2 separate regions of the Gossypium hirsutum genome follow, and region 2 is linked to region 1. Evidence: chromatin contacts called from public Hi-C data. All regions are on one chromosome and are shown on one strand. The core of a region is the stretch at or near the end of the contact, and the rest is flanking DNA. Distances in the headings are between cores, read along the strand shown.

Evidence for each region. A called contact is a pair of places that touch in the nucleus more often than the background predicts.
Region 2: a contact with region 1 is called in a Hi-C map of leaf, with 2.7 times the contacts expected there. The contact joins the promoter of LOC107913893 here to the promoter of LOC107913831 in region 1. A contact is called at or near these places in 2 of 34 Hi-C or Micro-C datasets (leaf and seedling).

What each region holds. Positions count from the first base shown.
Region 1 is chrD08:13,072,103-13,078,144 of Gossypium_hirsutum_v2.1, forward strand. LOC107913831 (60S ribosomal protein L18-2) reads left to right here and starts at 3,367. Exons shown (of 5, transcript XM_016842480.2): 1 at 3,367-3,571; 2 at 3,664-3,753; 3 at 3,848-3,976; 4 at 4,080-4,262; 5 at 5,013-5,399. The coding sequence starts at 3,569. The coding sequence ends at 5,171. LOC107913820 (epoxide hydrolase A) reads right to left here. Exons shown (of 3, transcript XM_016842469.2): 2 at 5,951-6,042; 3 at 5,411-5,817. The coding sequence ends at 5,571.
Region 2 is chrD08:13,618,691-13,624,616 of Gossypium_hirsutum_v2.1, forward strand. It overlaps LOC107913893 (G-type lectin S-receptor-like serine/threonine-protein kinase RLK1), which reads left to right and starts at 4,526. Exons shown (of 1, transcript XM_016842563.2): 1 at 4,526-5,926. The coding sequence starts at 4,797. It overlaps LOC107907863, which reads right to left and starts at 1,548. Exons shown (of 1, transcript XM_016835178.1): 1 at 1,099-1,548. The coding sequence starts at 1,548. The coding sequence ends at 1,099.

The sequences.
Region 1 (6,042 bases), core at 2,117-4,616:
CTCTTAACCGCAAATGTAACCATCTAATAACTCTTAAACTAGGATTTGGACCAATTGTAGTCAAGCCTTATCCATACCCACATTTTCAAAAAGATAAGATTGAGAAGCAGTGTGATCAAATGTTACAACAAGGAATCATTCAACCTAGTAGATCACCATTCTCTTCTCTAGTACTTTTGGTAAAGAAGCATGACAGGACATGACGCTTTTGCATTGATTATCGAGAGTTTAATGCTTGCACTGTTAAAGACAAATATTTGATTCTTATAGTAGATGAATTGTTGAATAAACTTCATGGGGCAAAACATTTTACAAAGTTGGATTTACGATTGGGATATTTCCAAATTAGAATGGCAACTACAGATGTGGAAAAGACATCTTTCCAAACCCACCATGGACACTTCAAATTTCTTGTCATGTCATTCGGGCTTACTAATGCCCCTTCCACATTTCAAAGATTGATGAATGACATTTTTCGCCCTTACTTGCGTAAGTTTGTTTTGGTCTTCTTTGATAACATATTAATTTATAGCAAAACATAGACTGAACTTATGCATCATGTAAGGCTAGTTTTTGAACTCTAGCGGGATAACATGTTGTTCTTAAAGAAATCCAAGTGATTCTTTGGAGAGTCTAAGGTAACCTATCTTGGTCATGTCATCTATGGTGATGGAGTCAAGGCTAATCACATTAAAATTAAAGATGTCATTGATTGGCCAACTCTTAAATCTATCGAGGCTCTACGATGCTTTCTAAGGTTGGCTGGATATTACAGAAAATTCATTAAGAATTATGGGCAAGTGGATGCACCCTTAACATCTTTTTTAAAGAAAAATGCCTTCAACCGGACTAAGGAAATTGATGTTGCTTTCACCTAATTAAAAATTTCTCTTTCAGCTGCCTCAATTTTGTAATTATCCAACTTTGAGGAGGAATTTATGGTTGAATGTGATGCTTTTGACAGCCAATTTGGAGTCGTACTACAACAAAAGGTACACCCCATTGCCTTTATCAGTTGTAAGATTTCAAATCGACACTTTAATTTGGCTGCCTACGAGCGAGGATTAATTGGTTTAGAAAAGGCAGTGACTCATTGGAGACCCTATCTTTGGGGAAGGCACTTCCTAATCCGTACTGATCACTTCAGTCTTAATTACTTGTTAGACTAGCAACTTACGACATCCCCACAACAACATTGGATCAGCATGCTGATGGGGTTTGATTTTCGAGTGGAATATAAAGTAGGAAAGTTGAATAGAGCTGCATATGCTTTATCTAGAGAAGACGAAGACTTACCACACCTTATGACTGTTTCTTTCCCTCAAGTTGAAATTCTTAAGGTCATCAGACAAGAAACGAGAATTTCTCCAGAATGATTACAACTCCAGCAAAGAATTCTACAATGAGAATTGGGGTCAAATTGGGTTGCACAATATGGGTTGATTTTCTTCAAAAGGAGGTTGTACCTTCTACCTACCTAAAATTATTCCCACTATTATTTCTTCTATACATGTTATGGCACAAGGGGGACCGAAAACATTGCATCGTCTTCGTCAAGATTTTTTTTTGGAAAGGAATGAAGCTTGTAACCTCAGAATTTTTACAAAATTGTTTATTATGCCAATGCCACAAATGGGAAAATTTACAACACGCAGGTTTACTTCAGCTTCTTCCAATTCCTCAACAAATTTGGGTTGATATCTCTATAGATTGTAGAAGGTCTAGAAAAAGTTAAAAGGGAAATCAGTACTTATGGTGGTTGTGGATAGACTATCAAAATATGCTCATTTTTTACCCTTGGCCCATCCGTTTACTATTATATCTGTTGCTACTGTCTTCTTCGCAAAGGTATTCCGACTTTATGGCTTGTTGGAATCCATAGTTTTGGATCGTGATAAAGTTTTCCTCAGCTTGTTTTAGAAGGAATTATTTCGTCAGAGTGGTTCTAAGCTCGCTTTTTCTTCAGCATGCCATCCTTAATCTAATGGCCAGTTAGAGGTAGTTAATCGAACAATAGAAATGTACCTGCAATGCCTCTCTAATGATCGTCTAGGATAGTAAGTCAATTGGGTTCCATGGGCTGAGTATTGCTACAACACCTCTTATCACAGTACCATAAGGGCCACCCCTTTCCAATTAGTATACGGTGGGGATCCACCTCGACTTCTCTCTTATTTAGTTGGTTCTACAAAGATTGAAGTTGTGGATAAGACCCTACAAGATAAGGATGCACTTTCACAAAAATGCTTGGAATAGACTATTGCAAGCTCAACAACGAATAAAGAACACTTATGATTTGGGGCACTGAGAGTTGAACTTTGAAGTCGGAGATTGAGTTTGGTTACGACTTCAGCAATATCGGTAATTCACGATAACTAAACAGAAGCATCACAAGCTGCTGCCAGAGTATTTTGGTCCTTTGAAGGTCTTGAACAAAATAGCAATAGTGGCCTATCAATTTGAATTACCTACAGGTAACAAAATACATGATGTATTCCATGTTTCTTTCCTTAAAGAATACAAGGGACCTCAACCAGATGTAGTGGGAGACTTGCCCTTAGTGTATGATGGCAAGGCCTTGCCTATTCCACAAGTTATTAGTCGTAGCAGGCTAAATCGAGGTCGACGGGAACTATTAGTGCAATGGGCAGGTTGTCCTCAAGAAGATACCACCTGAGAACCATTTGATTGTTTTCATGAAGCTTATCCTGAATTTGAGCTTGAGGACAAGCTCAATTCCGATAGGGGGAGTAATGATATAGATGTTTTTATTGGGAAATAATATCAAAGAAGGAATAGAAAAAAGGAACGACAAAAATTAGAGTTTTAGATTTATTTAATTTCATTATTATATCAGATTATTAAGATTTTTAGTTTTACTTATTCTCTCTATTATATTAGGGTTTTTTTTATTTCCCTTATAAACTCTAAATTAGGAATTTTATTTCGACTCTTTCCTTTGTTATTAACATCTTATAAAAAGGCTGCCAATATGAAATAAAGAGTAAGCAATTTATTTTTACCACAAGCGTTATTTTAGGAGGGGGTTTAGTCAAGGACGGATTTACCTTTTGAGTAATCATAGGTCGAAGCAATAACTCTTTCTCGTCTAGACATATGACTACATCCTACGCTAAGGCACATAACACAATATTACAAGGGTAGATGCAAATACCTGCAGAGAACATGACGCTTACAAAGAAGCTGGACTACACTAATTTGTTCCTCAAAGCAAACTCTACACAGAATCTTTTCCTAAGTGACAGATCCATTCAATTAATAAGCAAGCGGTATAGTATATATTAGCCAAACAATGCTTTGGGCTAGAGAACTTAACATGGGCTTTTGAACTTCAAATTCAAATTTCTTCATCCGTTTCTGGCCCCAATAAGGTCAGAACTGCAGCCGGACTCATCAAATCAATGGATTAAAGAATCTGGTGACATTGGAATTAATGGATCTCAATAGGAATGATTTCTAAAACCCTAGGTCTCTCATACTAAGTTGCTATTAAGGCCATTTTCCCTCGCTCGGCACTGCCTTCCCCCTCGTATCAGCTTCACCGGCCATGGTATCTCTTTCCTCTCCCAAACCCTCACTCAAAGCCATTTCTTTATTTTTCTAATATTTTTTTGAACCTTTCTCTTTTCATTGCAATTTCAGGGTATCGACTTGGTCGCCGGTGGCAAGAGCAAGAAGACGAAGAGAACTGCTCCCAAGTCCGATGATATCTACCTCAAACTCATCGTCAAGGTTCCTGCTCTGTTCCAGTCATTTCATTGTGCTTTTTTTTTGGTTTAATGAAGGAAATTTGAATGTTTTTAAATGTGTTTGCATCCATTACCAGCTTTACCGATTTCTGGTAAGAAGGACTGGCAGCAAATTCAATGCTGTGATTTTGAAGCGTCTTTTTATGAGCAAAGTGAACAAGCCTCCTCTCTCTCTATCCAGATTGATTGAATTCATGAAGGGCAAGGTAACTCATTTTTCTTTTGAATTTGTTTCTAAGGTTTTTCCAATTTTTTATTTAAATTATTGTGTGATGAGTGATTGATCTTATTATTGGTTTGATCGAGTAGGAGGATAAGATTGCAGTGGTAGTTGGAACTGTCACCGATGACATTCGTGTATATGAAGTTCCCGCTCTGAAGGTTACTGCACTAAGGTTCACTGAGACAGCGAGGGCGAGAATTGACAAGGCTGGTGGGGAATGTTTAACATTTGACCAACTTGCTCTTCGAGCACCTCTTGGACAGAACACGGTATGCTTTATCATACAAATCTTTTACTTCAGTTGCCTGGATTCTGCAGTTGTTTACTTGTCATTTCGAAACTGAAATTATCTGGTTGTTGGTTGGAATTGCTGACTTGTTTTTGCTAGCTTTGGAATGTCATATATTATTCATTTTTTGGTAGGAAGGATTGATGACAAAACTTGGTTTGAATTGTATGAATGGGCGAAGTTCTAATAGATGAAATCATATTAAGGGTGGGTTAGTATAAAAATAGCGGTAGCGGTGAGATTAGATACTGTAGCGATACTGTAGCGTGAGACAAAAAGTAAGCTAAACGCACCGCACCGCACTCAATCGCCCATCCAAAGCTATCCTATGTTTTGAGTTTTTGGCTTCTGTGTTGTATAGATAAAAGTGTTTCTCCTTCTGTCTTCCTGCAGTGGTCAATTGAGTATTTCACTCTATGATTATGGCAGTTCTAAAGTGCAGGTGTGGGTTCGCCTTAACAAAGTAAATTATATCTTATTTTGTGCAATCCACCTTTGTGAATTACTTTCATTTCAAAAGATTATACTCTTTGAATTATGTCTTTCATATCATTTCCCTGTTTCTCTATTGATTTAACAAGTTTCATTTGAAGTTTTGACAAAAAGAATTGCTATCAATTACTGATCTACAAGTTTCATTTGCAGTTTTGACAAAAAGAATTGCTATCAATTACTGATCTACATACTGCAATGGTGAAATTGACTTAAATTCTACGTTGAAAATATGCAGGTTCTCCTCCGAGGTCCAAAGAATGCTCGTGAGGCTGTGAAGCACTTCGGACCTGCTCCTGGTGTGCCACACAGCCACACCAAGCCCTATGTGCGGTCAAAAGGAAGGAAATTTGAGAGGGCTAGAGGAAGAAGGAACAGCAAAGGCTTCAGGGTTTGAGATTCCAATTGCCCTGGAAAAAAAAAAACTTATCAACCTATCATGATAATGGGAATGCTCAGTTTTGCTTTTTGTGCTTTCCACCTTTCCTGTTCTTTTTCTTTTCCATGATTGTAATTTGGAATCTTTTATAATTTGTTTAATGAAAAGGATTTTAGAGTGATTGAAGAACGTTGTTGGATGTCTGTATTTCTTATATATAAATCAGAACAGCATTGAGTTCCATAAGCTGATAACCGTACACAAAGCACTGCAAAAATATTAATTCCAGTAGTTCAAATAAAACAGGGAAAGCATTAAATAGAGCCAAGCAAATGGCCTTGCAATGGTATAAAACTGGCCTTATTATTGGGTCACAAGCTTCAAGGGAAGAGTTGAAAACAAGAGAAGGGCAAGAACCTAGAATTTCTTAATGAAGTCATAAATGTGCATGCTAATCTCCTGAGGTTTTTCTTGGTTGATAAAATGGGCTACTCCTTCCATGACAACTAGTTCCTGCAAAAAAGGCACATTTTTCTTGAACCCACCATTTTGTAAGTATTCCTTAACACCAGGGATGTGGTAGGTAATGTCCAGGTCGCCCACGATGAACTTAACCGGTACTTGGATTTGTAATCCAGTCCATGATGCCATCAGTTCCCAGTTTCTGCAAACAAGAACATATCAGATCATCTTGGCTACCTTCAATGATAGATTATTGAAAAAACAAAGAAGTGGAACTTAATTAGGCAGAAAAATGAAATGGAAATGAGAGTTGAACAATCACAGCCTGCACGTACAGATTCATAGCTCGATAATAGTTGAGTCCTCCAGTGAATCCCTTCTGATTAAATTTGGTGGCAAAGTAATTGATTTCATCTTCGGACAGCCA
Region 2 (5,926 bases), core at 3,276-5,775, 550 kb after region 1:
TGCTTTGATCATCCACTATCAATGTACCATGAGTTTTTGAATGAATCTTCCACCTTGAAGCAATGTTCCTCTTCCTACAAACATATAATTAAACTTTGATTTTTGTACCCAAATTCTTTTGGATCTATAATTATTAGTTCTTATAATTTTTGTCTCTTTAGGTATCCATTTTGAAATGAGTTCTCTATCTTGAGTATTTATGAGTCTTATAGTGACCCATTACTTTTAATAATTTTTCCTTTGTAAGAACTTAGGGGACCTATATGTTTAGAGAAATTAAAGCTAGTTTGACAAAGTTTTGTTTTGACCTTTCTCCTTTTAAAAATCTTTTTAGGAAAACTTTGCTAGAGTGAGCTTTTTCACTCTTAAGCAACTCAAGTTTCTTTTGATGATCATCATAAACCTTTGAAAGAAAATTATGCAAGTCTTGGTTCTTTTTCTCAAAATTATTTATGATTGCTTGCATATCATGACTTTTACTTTCAAGTTCATGATCGGTCTTAGAGAATGAACTATTTTCCTCTTTTAATTTGGAAATAGTTTTCTTATATTTTGAAACCATAGTTTCAAATTCCAAGCCTAGTTTATCATAGGCGTCTTGTAACTCATCAAAGGAATATGAAATTGAATATATAAGTTAGAACTTACCTTTGGTTCATCGATGGCCATAAGAAAAAGATTGGCTACTTTTTTATCATCATTATCGGATGAATCCACATCACTCCAAGTAGCAATATGAGCCCTGAGTTTTTGTTTGCTTGATCCCTTCTTCTTTCATTGAGGACAATCAAACTTAATGTGTCTCGATTTCTTGCACTCATAGCAAATTATCGAATCTTTCTCCTTGGAAGATTCAAGTTTGAGTCATTATTTCTTTTTGAACTTTTTACCACTATTGGACCTTATAAACCTCTTGAATCATCTAGAAAACATTGTCATATCTTTATCTTCATCCACCTCTTCACTGGAATCACTATCTTCTTTAATGGTGGATTTTAGAGCTACTCCAACCTTTTTTTTTATCTTCTTTATTCCCTTTCTTGAGTCTTATTTCATGAGTGAGCAAAGAACCGATTAGCTCATCTAATGAAAGAGTCTTTAAATTTTTGCTTCATTTCTGGCTGAAACTTTGGATTCCCAAGACATCGATAAGCTTCTAAGCATTTTCCACACTATTTCTTCGTCGGGATAGGTATTCCCATAGGATTTGAGCTCATTGATGATGATAGTGAATCTAAAAAACATAGTTTTGATGCCTTTCTTGAGCTTCTTCTTGAACATCTCATAATTGAGCGTAAGAATTCCCACCTTTGATTTCTTGACTTGGATTGTACCTTCATGAGTGACCTCCAATTTGTCCCAAATTTCCTTAGCATTAGAACATAAAGATACTCTACTATACTCATTCAGACCAAGGGCACAAAAGAAAGTATGCATAGCTTTGGCATTAAGTTGTATGCTTCTCCTATCTTCTTCATTCCATTTCTTCTTGCTTTTAGGAACTAAGATCTCTCCTTGTTGCTTGAGTGGTATGGATGGACCATCCATGATGATGTCCCATATGAAAATCATTGGCTTGTATGAACAACATCATCCTAGTCTTTCAATAGGAATAATTAACACTAATGAAGTAGAGAGGTTTAGAAATGGATTGAGACTCACTAAGAAAGATGGAGTCGGAAGTAAACGTCATCTTGTGTGGTTTGAATTGTCGAAAGTTCTCGAGGATCTTCTCTTGGTTGTTAGATTGTCTTTTAGAGGCTAACTCTAATACCAATTGTTAGCTCAAATGATCAAACCGAAATTTCCAAAAATGGAGTGAATTGGCTTTTTTTAAAAAAATTGTGAAAGCTAAAGAGAAAAGATAGAAAAGTGAACACAAGAATTTAGAGTGGTTCAGCTCCAATTGCCTACTCCACTGCCTTAGCTTTGCACAACTAAGGATTTTCCAAAATTCACTAATTTGATCAACCTTTGAGGATAATATTTAACCTTACAACTCCCTTAAGATTTCTATTCAAATCTTAATATACTAACCTTCTTACAGAGATGCAAAGTAGCAAACAAAGAAACAATCCTTACAAGATTTGAGTGTTTGCAAAATTAAGCTCAATTACAATGAAAAACACTTGAGAAAATGAATGAAAATAAAGCTTACAAGTGTATTAAAGAAAAGTATGGAAATATATGGCACATTGGTTGTTTTGATTGATCTTTAAGCTTGAGTATTCGTTTTAGTTGTTGTGGGACCTTTAGAACCTGGTATTTATACCCTCTAATTCATTTCCAACCGTTATAGTTGTTGAAAAATAAATAAAGTCATTGGGATGAAAAATACAAGATCATTAAATTCACCTGCAACAAAAAGTATCGATACTTTTTGTACGAGTATCGATACCAATAGCATTTAATGCATGATTCAATGAACATTAAAGTTATTTTTTTAATTTAAAGATATTTTTATTTGTTATATCAAAATAATATATCAAATAAAGCAGTTCAATAGATATGTCCTAAGAGTCACGACATTCTCCCTTCAGTATCGTGAAATTAAGCCTCTATCCACACAGTTGCAACAACACCCCTATTTGAAGTCGTGACCATCAGCCCACTACCTTTAGTGTCACAACTTGCTTTCGCTGTAGTCATGACACTAAACCCCACAATTATCGATGTTACAATGTTTCCCTTATTGAAGTCACGAAATTGAATTATTACCTTCATGGTTGTCAATCAACCTTTTTAAAGTCATGACATAAAGTTACTGCCTACAATGTCGCGACAACACCCTTCTGTCTTAATAGTTTTCACATTTTAGTTGCTCAATTGTTGTTGGGGTATCAAGAGAGCTTTCGTAAGCCTACTTATGACTTAGAATTGAATAATGATTTCTTTAGAAGTATTTAATTTCAACTATCTTGTATAAATTGTCTTATTTAATTTTGAAATAAAAGTGTAGTAGCTTCAAAATTGGAACGTGGTGTCTCATATCTCAAACTTGATGATCGGGTTTGGAGTGGGATGTTACATTTAGTAGTTTCAGATATTGAGTTTGGTCGGTTCTAGGACTAAACTAAGATTAATATCAAGTATGGAAGTATATGCCACAATAGTCTCTGATAGTAATGTATCATTGATTTAAATTTGCCAGAGAGGATGTTTATGCTCCTGATATTTTTGCTAGTACATTTTTTTGTTTGATTTACCTTTGCATGCATTAGTTGATATTATGCTCATGATATTAATGCATTAGTTGTACATGAATTAGTTGAACTCGGATTTCTTCTTCGTACAAGTTGGGATTTTGGCTCCTTATTTTCTTCGTCTTCATCTTCACCTTGACCGTCATGTTTATCTTCATCTCCTTCCTCCGTGGTTGAGTGGGGTGTCATCCTTGGTTGCCATTGTATGTCATCCGTTGTATGAACAGATGGTTGCAAAGATGAGCTACCTTGGTAAAACAATGATGCTGGGGGTGTTTGCGAAATTATCGGTGTATATGTATGATGCCGCATATATCGGTTGCAAATAATATGGTGGAATTGTCGGAGGTGATGGATACATCGGTGGCGGATGCATCGATGTTACCGTCGTCATTGACATGTAATATGCTATTTGTTGTAGTTTTTTTAAATTTAAATTAAAAAATAAAAAATAAAATATAAATATTAACAAAATGTTTTTCACTTTAATCAACCGTTGATCAACGTTGACCAACCATTGATCAACGTTGACCAACCATTGACTGGCATTGATTGACCGATGATCGACCACATGGGGCTACTAGAACACGCCACGTGTCCCTGCCTTTAATTTTTAAATATTATATATTATAGTGATTAAATATGTAAAAATCATATATAATATATATAAAGTTTTTAAAAAGCTCAAAAATGATTTTTTTACATTTTTAATCAATATAATATATAATATTAAACAAAAAAGACACGTGACATGTGCTGATAGCGCTACATAGCCGACCGATGCCGATCAATGGTTATTCAAAGCCAAAAGTTTTTTTTATATTTAAATATTTAGTATTATAATTTTATATTTTTAAATTAAATTTAATATTTTTATTTTAAATAAACTTAATTGTATGTGACATGACATTTTTTTTATTGACTAAAAAATGACACATAGTATTTTTTCATAAGTCAAACTTACTTATTGAAGGTTACAAAATAGACTAAAAATAAAATAATTTTATATTTTAAGTACTAAATTAAGAAAAAAAAAGTTAGAAATAGAGAGTGAATATTCCTTGAAGCACATTTTTTTTTTTTAAACATCTCCAAAGTACATGTCAACGCGTTTTTTTTTTTTTTTTGGAAATAAGCTACATCTTGGTCGCCACAGTTTCAAACATCTGCTACGTCATGAAGGTGAAAGGGTTTCCAGCTATTGGCCTAAGCTCTGCCGTATTATGAGGGAAAAGTTAATGTTGAATGACAATGATGGAAAATAGTAGGCTTTTGTAAATTGATTTTTGACCAACATCTTGATTGGTTTTCTCATACGTTCTTAGATGCTAGAAAGAAATTTCAAGGGTTGAATGATTCAACACGGAGAATTAGTAGTTATAAACTTTTCCAAGCTTGACTGCTTCTGTCATACAAGCTCAACACTTTTTTTATGGTACAATTAGAGACTATATGAGTGAATATCTTTTAAAAACTTATCACTTCTTTCCAAAGCTCGAACTTGAATAGATTATATGAGTGAATATCTTTCAATATCAGATCGGAGTTCCTTCCTAGAGCGGCTCAATCCTCTGTTTCATTACAAGTTAATCAATGGCTTCAGTTTTTCATCCCTTTTTTTCCGCTTACATATTGCTGCTCCTACCTCTTGTTGCTGCTCAAAGTAGTGCTAGTGACATCCGCCCTAGCACCTTCATCGAAGCGACTGATGATGCAAACCCATGGCTTTCTCCTTCCAATCATTTCGCCTTGGGATTTCACCAACTTGAAAATAAAGATCAATTCCTACTTGCTATATGGTATTATAAAATACCAAACCGTACCATTGTTTGGTATGCAAATGGAGATAAACCTGCTCCGAGAAGATCCAAGGTGGAGTTAACTGCTGATCGAGGACTAGTTCTCACCGATCCTAAGGGTCTACTGATATGGAGATCTGATTTTGCCACCGGTGAAGTTGCGTTTGCTACAATGAATGATACAGGCAATTTTGTAGTTTATAGTGATTCTGAATCACTGTGGGAGAGCTTCAACAACCCTACTAATACACTGTTACCCACTCAGGTAATCGACAGGGGTGGTTTGCTTTCGTCTCGGCATAAAGAGAACAACTTCTCAAAGGGTAGATTCCAGTTTCGTTTACTTCCAGATGGAAATGCTGTGCTCAATTCCATAAATTTGGAGTCCAACTTTGCTTACGTTGCATACTACATTAGCGGCACTTATGATCAACAAAATTCATCCAATTCTGGTTTTCAAGTGAGGCTTGATCAAGATGGATCCTTTTACGTACTGAGAGGAAACAATCAGACACATTCACTTAGCTTAGGAGATGAAGCTCCTTCTGCAGATTACTATTACAGAGCGACTCTAAATTTTGATGGCGTTTTGACCCTGTCTAGTTATCCCAAGAACTCCACGGGCAGCAGTCGAAACTGGAGTGTGGTTAAGACCATTCCAGATAATATTTGCACAACTAATTTTGCGGAATTGGGTAGTGGAACTTGTGGCTTCAATAGTATCTGCACACTTAAACCCGACAAAAGGCCAGAATGTAAATGCCCACCAGGTTATTCTTTATCCGATGCAAATGAAGAGTACGGCAACTGCCAAGCAGATTTCATGCAGGGTTGTGAAGCAGATGCACAAAATTCCTCACAAGATTTATACAAATTAGTGGAACTGCAAAATACAGATTGGCCGACTTCCGATTATGAGCGGAT